3 separate regions of the Sus scrofa genome follow, and regions 1 and 3 are each linked to region 2. The links are chromatin contacts, called in public Hi-C maps. All regions are on one chromosome and are shown on one strand. Each heading gives the region's core, a stretch centred on a gene start, on an enhancer-like site or on the middle of the called end of the contact. The rest is flanking DNA. Distances are from core to core; before and after follow the strand shown. Region 1 has its middle 34 kb from the start of CD180. Region 2 has its middle 260 kb from the start of CD180. Region 3 has its middle 370 kb from the start of PIK3R1.

Region 1 (2,751 bases), core at 30-2,529, 220 kb after region 2:
GTGGATTTATTAATGATGGCCATTCTGACTGGTGTGAGATGGTATCTTGGACTTGGAGAAGAGACTTGTGGCTGCCTGATGGGAGGGGGAGGGAGTGGGAGGGATCGGGAGCTTGGGCTTATCAGACATAACTTAGAATAGATTTACAAGGAGATCCTGCTGAATAGCATTGAGAACTTTGTCTAGATACTCATGTTGCAACAGAACAAAGGGTAGGGGAAAAAATGTAATTGTAATGTATACATGTAAGGATAACCAGACCCCCTTGCTGTACAGTGGGAAAATTAAAAAAATTAAAAAAAAAAAAGAGAGAGACAAAAGAAAAAAACAAACAGGTAATTCATATACTCTTTTGAGGATTACATCATTAAATCCATTGGAAACATCATTCAGCCTTTAAAAGTCTTTAATTCTTTCAATTATGAAAAAGACTATTTTGTGGATTCACATGGTGAAAAATGAGAGGGAAGGAGTAAAAACATGAGAATGTTGGCCAGAGAATATCCACTTGTGAGTCTAACTTAGAGTACTGAGGCGGTAAAGGACCTTCCCTGGGCAGAGAGGTCCAAAGGGAAGGTGACCTCCTGATTTAAAGGTCATCAGATACACACACATACATACACACAGGCACACACATTAATACACATGTACTGGAACGAACATCCACTTCATAGGCATAAACATAGGGTTTAAGCCAAGCTTCTTCTATGGAAAGACATTTGTCTTACAGGGCTTCAGAACTGGGACTCAAAAGTTAAGGTGTCAAGTGGAAGACGAAACCGAGAAAAGACAATCTTTGCCTATTGGAGATTGTGATTAACAGCAGAAAAAAGGCTTAGCACTGGCAGATGATAAATGGGAGGGGAGTAAAACAGTGGAGAGAATTAGATACCTGGCTGTGAGAGGGAAGCGGCAACTTGGAGCAACCAAAGGAAGCTCTGAGTGGGCCACAGAAATCATCAAAGCCCAATGTATTATCCTCTGAGTGAGGAGTCCTGGAGGCCTGCCAAATTCAGACATGCAACTCTGCTGGCCTTTCCAGGTCTGAGCGACTCCTAACCAGACTAAGGACTATGACCGAGGAGTGAATTCCTTTTCCTTCCTGGTGACCCTGTATTACTTTCCAGTAAGTTCTCCTCTGGTACAATTGTTCCTTTATCTGCACAGGAAGGGAATTTGTGATTCCTTCTGGAAACAGGAGTGCTATGGATGCCGGGCTCACTCTCTTGGCTGCTGGCTCAGAGTCTGATCATACACAGACCTGGAAGGAAGCCCAATCATGTGTGGACTGTGATGCAACAGCCTGGCTCGCCACCAAGCTGGGTGGCGGCTTTAACTCTCTAGGACCCAGTAGCATTTTGGTGACCTTTAAGCAAAAATCACCATGACTCCAATAGTATAAAACAGAGGACAAATCAAGCCTAGTGCTGGTGTTTCTACATAAAGCTTTATTGGAACACAGCCATGCTCATTTATGTAAGTTCCCCTATTGCTGCTTTCACATAAAAAAAAGTCAGAGTCGAGTAGCTGGGACAGTAACCACTGGCCTGCAAAGCCTAAATTATTTATCATCTGGCCCTTTATGGAAAAAGTTGGCCAACCACTGGTTTAAATGAAGGATCATCAAACAAAGGCAGTGTGGTCTATCAGAAGGACCATGAGAAGGGGACTCCCAAGGTCTGGGTTCTAGCCCTGGTTCTGTTAGAAAACATTTGGCTCTCCAGCTCTGAGTGATCTTAAATGTCTCTTCTAGCTGCAAAAGATACAAAAACTCTGTGATTTAAGCATTTGGCAAAGTACAGGGTTTCAGATGCCAATTTTACTGCCCAATGTTTTCCATTTTCCAAAAAAATGTCATTTTTTTCTGTTTGTAATCCAAGGATTGTGATATTTAAAATCGTTAGATTGGAATCGATACCTTGTGCTTAAAAAAGAAACAAACACACATGCACACACCCACACACCCACACTCACACACATCAGAGCAAACCATCCAGCCCAATAGTATAAGCATAGTGTTTCACATCCAGGCTCCCTGCACTAACCTTCCATGGGAAAGACATACATCTTCTAGGGCCTCATCACTTGCTCAGTGAAAGCTGCTGTGTCTAGGGCCTCACCATCTGTAAAACTATGATCAAAACATCACTATTCGGTTACTACCTAAGACACAGCTGTAGAATTATGGAGAAGAGTTTTTACAAAACTGAGCAATTGTCTGAGTATGTCTCCTGACTGAGGAGTAAAAATGCCTGGTTCACAAAACATTTCACACTTTATAGCACATTTATATGGTGGATGCTATCCTATGCCCTTGTATCCTATACTATCTTTACTTAGTGGTTACTTTATGAGACTTGCAACCATTTTCCAAACATCTCTTGGTCTGAGAAGAACATAACTTAGAGAAGCTGGTTGTAAATGAAGGTTTCCGTCTTTGTCTAGGTTCTTCCCAAAAGTAGAGCCTGAGACAAGATCAATAATTTTGGGAAGTGATTCCAAGGAACAGAAGTAGAGGACTAGGAAGATTTAAACAGAGAAAGAGGGCAAGCCAATCCAAGGCCCCTTCATTGAACTAGTCACTGGGATGGGCAACTGCAGCTCCTTCCCCCCTGATGCTCTGAATTGCCTTGTAGAATGAGGCCCCAACATCTTTCTGAATAATATGGGGTGGAGGAGTACTTATCCCCCAACTCCCATTATTGCCCCAGTGTATGCATGGAGCAAGGTGGTTAACCTGGTCACTGCAAG
Region 2 (2,974 bases), core at 346-2,845:
TAAGGCTATAAATGCTAAGAAATTGAAACCTAAGGACAACCAATCACAAAGAGCCAAGTAGGCTTTAAGCTATAGCCAAACAATTCCCTTACTTTGATTTCACTTTTTCCTCTATAAGTCTTTCCCCGGCTCCTGTCCCTAAAGCTCTTTTAACCACATTCAGTTTGGCGCTGCTCTACTGGAATCAGTTTTTGCTCAAATAAACTCTTAAAATTTTTAATATGCCTTAGTTTACCTTTGAACAAACTTTTGCAACTTAGATTCTCCTGACTAGGAGTTCATTAAGCCAAGGGATATACAGTGGCAAAGGCTGAAGGAATATTTTCTTCTTAATGTTCAATAGCTTTTATGTAAAGTTTTAAGGTCCACTTCTCTCAATCATATGGTAAGCATATTTTATTTTTTTTCAGAAATTGCTAGACTATTTTCCAAACTGGTTATTCCATTTTATAGTACCAGCAGCAATGAATGAGAATTCCAGAACTCCATATTCTCAGACATGTTTGTTACTCTCAGTTTGTTTTTATCTATTCTAATGACATACAGTGGTATCTTACTATAGTTTTAATTTACATTTTTCTGATGTCTAATGATAGTATCTTTTCATGTCTAAATGTCCATTTGTAGATCTGTTTTTGTGAAATGCCTTTAAATTTTTGCTAATTTTAATTGGTTCATTTAATTTACTATTACTGAATTATAAGAGTTATTTATATATTCTGGGTGCAAGTCCATCATTCAAAAGTTCCACATGGTTCTTTTTTTAATATATCCTTCATTCCTCTTCACATTATGCTTATGTTTTATTTTAAATTGTGGAATATTTAAAGGCTGTTTTAAAGTCTTTGTCTTCTAATGTCATCACCTCTATCATTGATGGGTCTATTTATCATGCCTGAATTTTCTCTTGATTACTGGTTACATATTTTTGCTTCTTTTGACCCCTCAAAGTTTGGAACTGGATGCTGCATTATTTATGCTATGTTGTTGTATATTTAAATGACGTCTTCATTGTAAAAATGTTTCCTTTCAACTTGTCAGGCAGTTAAATTGAAAGGATCCGCTTGACCGTTTAAGGTTTCTTCCTAGGCTTTGTTAGGGCAGGTCTAATCTGGCCATACTTACGATGTCTGACTTTTCAGGAATCTCTACCGAATGCCTTAGGTGTCCACTGAGTTCTCTTTCCTGGCAGGTTAAAACTAGAATGGCTTTCTGTTCATAATTGTCTGGCTTATTCTTTGGTCATTCTTTGCTCTCCTAGTGTTTCTTGCTGTACATATACACTTAAGTTTTCATTTGAAAACTCAAGAGTCACCCACCCCATACCTCTACTCCCTTGCAGTCTTGGAGCTCCTTCTCTGAGAAGCTTCCATTCTTCTGGTACTCTACTATTGTCTACCATGTCTAGCTGTCTCTGTTTGCACAAACTCTGATATCTGTCACCTGAGTTTGGTGAAGACACTGATGCTTCCCTTGAGTTCCCTCTCTCCGGGCCAGGATCCACTGAACACCTACATGCAGAAAGCTGTGTCAGTCTAGGGCTCACCTTGTTTGTTTCTCTTGCCTCATGGGATGCAATCCTGTCACTTGGCTGATGTCTGAAACCTGTTGGTTGGTATTTCATCCAAGTTCCTACTTGTTTACAGTGGAGGGGAAAGTCCATTACTAGTTACTCTGCCATGACCAAAAGCACACTAATCCTAAAAAAATATTTCTCTGTGTGGATGTGTAATGAGAGGATCAACGAGGAGACTGGAGCAGCTGTGGTGGTGTATGAAGGCAGTGTATATAAGAAAATAGAAAATTTTGTTTCTCAGGATTGCGTCTGGGTTTTTTGTGGTTACATATAAATTTTTGGATTGTTTGTTCTAGTTCTGTGAAAAATGTCATGGGTAATTTGATAGGGATTGCATTGAATCTGTAGATTACTTTGGGTAGTATGGCCATTTTTACAATATTAATTTTTCCAATCCAGGAGCATGGACTATCTTTCCATTTCTTTACTTCTTCTTTAATTTCCTTGATTAATGTTTTATAGTTCTTTAGGTCCTTTGCCTCCTTGGTCAGGTGTATTCCCAGGTATTTGATTTTTTGGGGTCCAATTTTAAAAGGTATTGTGTTTTTGTATTCCTTTTTTAAAGTTTCATTGTTAGTATACAAAAATGCGACTGATTTCTGGACGTTAATTTTATATCCTGCTACATTGCTGAATTTGTTAATCAGTTCAAGGAGTTTTTTGGGTTGAGTTTTTAGGGTCTTCTATATATAACATCACGTCATCTGCCTACAGTGACAGTTTTACCACTTCTCTTCCTATTTGGATGCCTTTATTTCTTTTGTTTGTCTGATTGCTGTGTCTAGTACTTCCAATACTATGTTGAATAACAGTGGTGAGAGTGGGCATACCTGTCTTGTTCCAGATTTTACTGGGAAAGCTTTCAGTTTTTCCCTATTGAGTATTATATTTGCTGTGGGTTTGTCATAAATTGCTTTGATTATGTTAAGGAATGTTCCATCTATACCCACTTTGGTGAGAATTTTTATCATGAGTGGATGCTGAACTTTGTCAAATGCTTTTTCTGCATCTATTAAGATGAAGCAAAAACCAAGCAGGAGGTTAACTCTCCCAGAATTCAGGCACTATTACAAAGCCACAGTCATCAAGACAGTGTGGTACTGGTACCAAAACAGACATACAGACCAATGGAACAGGATAGAGAACCCAGAAATAAACCCAGACACCTATGGTCAATTAATATTTGGCAAAGGAGGCAAGAACACAAAATGGGAAAAAGAAAGTCTATTCAGCAAGCATTGCTGGGAAACCTGGACAGCTGCATGCAAAGCAATGAAATGAGAACACACCCTCACACCATGCACCAAAATAAACTCAAAATGGCTGAAAGACCAAAATATAAGACAAGACACCATCAAACTCCTGGAAGAGAACAGAGGCAAAACATTCTCTGACATC
Region 3 (2,777 bases), core at 197-2,696, 220 kb before region 2:
ATGAGTGGCTAATGGAGAGGTTGGCTTCCTTTTATGATCAGTTACATGTACAAAGCAGTGTGTGCTTGAAATATTGAGGGATGGTGACTGACATTTCATCTCCCAATTTATTAAGATACCACTTTAAATGTTGTCTAAGTGACAGAAACTCAAAAAAAAAAATCATCATAATGAAGATCTCCTGTCTAGAGGGCAGTCAGTGGGATGGGAGTTGCCTCTCACAGCCACTTCTCCCATGTTCGCATTTGGCTTTATTACAGTGGCAAACCAGTCACCCTAAGAAGAGCTGATCTTGTGGCTTGAGATTTTCCAAGCCAGATGTGCAGATGAATGTGCAGATTAGCGATGGGAAAGCATATTTGAAAACCTTTCAAGCCCATTTGAACTTGCGTAGGTTTCACATGCACTCTGCAAGCCCGATGCTTATGAAAGCGTCTGTGTTCTTGGACCGTGGTGCCTGGAGGCCAGTGGATGGGCAGGTATTTCCACACCAAGACACTGAGACGACTGTAGCCCTGGAAAATGAGCACCGCAGCCTCTCCCTCCTCTTCCCACACTTCTGGGCAGAGAATTGGCCCCAGGAAAGTAGAGTGTGATCTGGGACAGCAGGAGGAGGTAGGCAGAGGAGCAGTGACAGCAGAAAGAGCAACGAGGTCAACGCTAATAGCAGAGTAGCAGGAGGGAGGTGATGATCTGGGAAGAGAGGCCAGTCTGACAACCCTGCATTATGCTGTCAAAGGCTAAACTGACTGAGTCTTACTCCCTTTTTGTCTGTGGGAAAGGGCGATTATGTCTGAGCCTGGTTTCCCACACCATTCTCTAGTGATCATACCTCTCCAAATGTTAAGCAGATGAGAGATGACATCAGATGCAAGATATGCAGTTGAGCCCAGAAGGAAGGGGCACAGTAAAGGTAAAATGATGTGTTGTCCGTGCACTACTACATATATTTAGAAATAGAACTTTCTTTAAACCATGCCATGCATATGAAAGGTTCCCTCCAGTTTTCTTGTGTTATCAGAGAGTTGCTCTTGTATGTGACAGTCCAAGGGTGAAGAGCAAAAGTGCACACTTGTGCACCAAGTGCTTACTGCATGAAGGGACAAGCTGTTGGTCTGTCCTGGCCAGCTACTAACTAAAATGGATTTTTCTCAAGAAATGAATACCTTGTATAGAACACAATGTAACTGCCTCTGAACCCCAAATTGGCTGGTGCTGTCAAGTTCTCCCAAGGAAAATGTCAACTGCCAAATTCTCTTCTGCCCAAACACAGATACTTGGTCAAGGCAGGTGGCTATGAACAATGAGAAGGACACCAGGGCTCCATTTCCTTGCTAGCTTCTAACACTTGCAGAATGAGTCAGTGGGTACCCTGTGACTGTCCTCGTTCACTGTTCCTCTCTGAGACGGCTCTGGTGATAAGGTCAATGCAACCACTTTGACTTCATCTCCTTCAGTTCCCTGTTTTTCTCACCCACTCTAGCTCCCCTGGACCTGATGTTCTTTCCTCAACCCTGGCCTTTGCAACTGTATTTCCCATTTCAGGGTTCCCATCCTGAAGCATTAACGCCCTTAGATTCAGTTTTTGCCTGAATGTCACAACTTCAGAAAGTCTTTCCCAGACCAGCTCATCAACTTCCTCCTCCAATCCACTCCCGCCCATCCCTACACATTCTGTTCCCCTACTACATCTAATTTCTATGCAGGCACTTTTAACTACCTTAAAATTATGTAAATCTTTAGTCATTTTGATGTCGTTGCTACATCTGCAACAAAGGTATAGGATCTATAGAGGCATTGGATTTTTCTTTCCTCTTTACTGATTTCTAGTGCCCACCGTGGCAGGGTGGGCAGTAAATATTGGTTGACTGAATGAGTGAATGATATGGGGAAAATATAGTTAACTGGCTTGTTCTCCACCACTCCATTAGGCAGAGGGGGAGATGTGACTCAAACCAGGTCTTCAGATTTCAAATTCCATGCTATTTCCTGTACACAAGGTTGCCTCTATTGCAAAACTCACATTTGGTTTCAATGTTTATTCTAGGGGAAAATAAACTAATCTAGACAGGAATCCTAAGGCCACTGTCACCACTCTCATGATTTGGAAATGCTCTGATGATTTATTATCAGACATTTTATTTTCAAACCCCCTAAAGCTGAAAGCAGCACTTTCCTTAAAAGAGTACAAAGCTAGATACCCAAAACAGTATTTTCTGGAAGGGTGGGAGCTACGAAACCTCATAAACTTGGGATGTTTTCAATTAGCTCCTACTAATGAGTGATATAAAAGGACTCCCAGAGGGCAGATAGGTCATCATCTTGATATCAAGAGAAGAGATTATAGTCTTGATTATAGTATACTGCTCAAATGGCCACCTTATGTATCGATAACAGGAACTTTCCTGAGTCCCCAGTCCTCTAACAGAAAAATCTATCCCTTTGAGATCCGTGGCACTTGCTTTGTACCACTTGTGCATATTCCCCATCACAAGATCCACATATATAAAAGACTACACATAACCTAAAAACCTTATTATGTGCTTATTAAATACATATTAAGCATTCATATTATTAACCAAGTAGTTTTCAAATATAGAAGTGATATATGCTCATCACATAAAATTTATTGTTGCTGAGTTTGTTGTGTTGTGTGCATATATATACATACACCCATTAATGTTTTATAATGTGTGTGTATAATATTCCTAATTAATAGAAATGATACAGAAATCTATCAAAGACTACTTATATACACTGAAGAATATGTATATATA

The links. A called contact is a pair of places that touch in the nucleus more often than the background predicts.
Region 1: a contact with region 2 is called in a Hi-C map of liver, with 6 times the contacts expected there. The contact joins two enhancer-like sites. A contact is called at or near these places in 1 of 5 promoter capture datasets (liver), 5 of 47 Hi-C or Micro-C datasets (liver and skeletal muscle) and 1 of 2 datasets of contacts at active chromatin or transcription factors (alveolar macrophages).
Region 3: a contact with region 2 is called in a Hi-C map of liver, with 5 times the contacts expected there. The contact joins two enhancer-like sites. A contact is called at or near these places in 1 of 47 Hi-C or Micro-C datasets (liver) and 1 of 2 datasets of contacts at active chromatin or transcription factors (alveolar macrophages).

Annotation. Positions count from the first base shown.
Region 1 is chr16:45,620,924-45,623,674 of Sscrofa11.1, reverse strand. No RefSeq gene overlaps it. Among named protein-coding and RNA genes, the nearest start is that of CD180, 34 kb to the right of the region's middle. Within about 2 kb of position 1,279, at least 38 of the 83 cell types and tissues checked have an H3K27ac peak or open chromatin away from gene starts, as enhancers often do. A contact at or near this core is called in liver, where this site is marked.
Region 2 is chr16:45,843,697-45,846,670 of Sscrofa11.1, reverse strand. No RefSeq gene overlaps it. Among named protein-coding and RNA genes, the nearest start is that of CD180, 260 kb to the right of the region's middle. Within about 2 kb of position 1,595, at least 1 of the 83 cell types and tissues checked has an H3K27ac peak or open chromatin away from gene starts, as enhancers often do. A contact at or near this core is called in liver, where this site is marked.
Region 3 is chr16:46,063,665-46,066,441 of Sscrofa11.1, reverse strand. No RefSeq gene overlaps it. Among named protein-coding and RNA genes, the nearest start is that of PIK3R1, 370 kb to the left of the region's middle. Within about 2 kb of position 1,446, at least 5 of the 83 cell types and tissues checked have an H3K27ac peak or open chromatin away from gene starts, as enhancers often do. A contact at or near this core is called in liver, where this site is marked.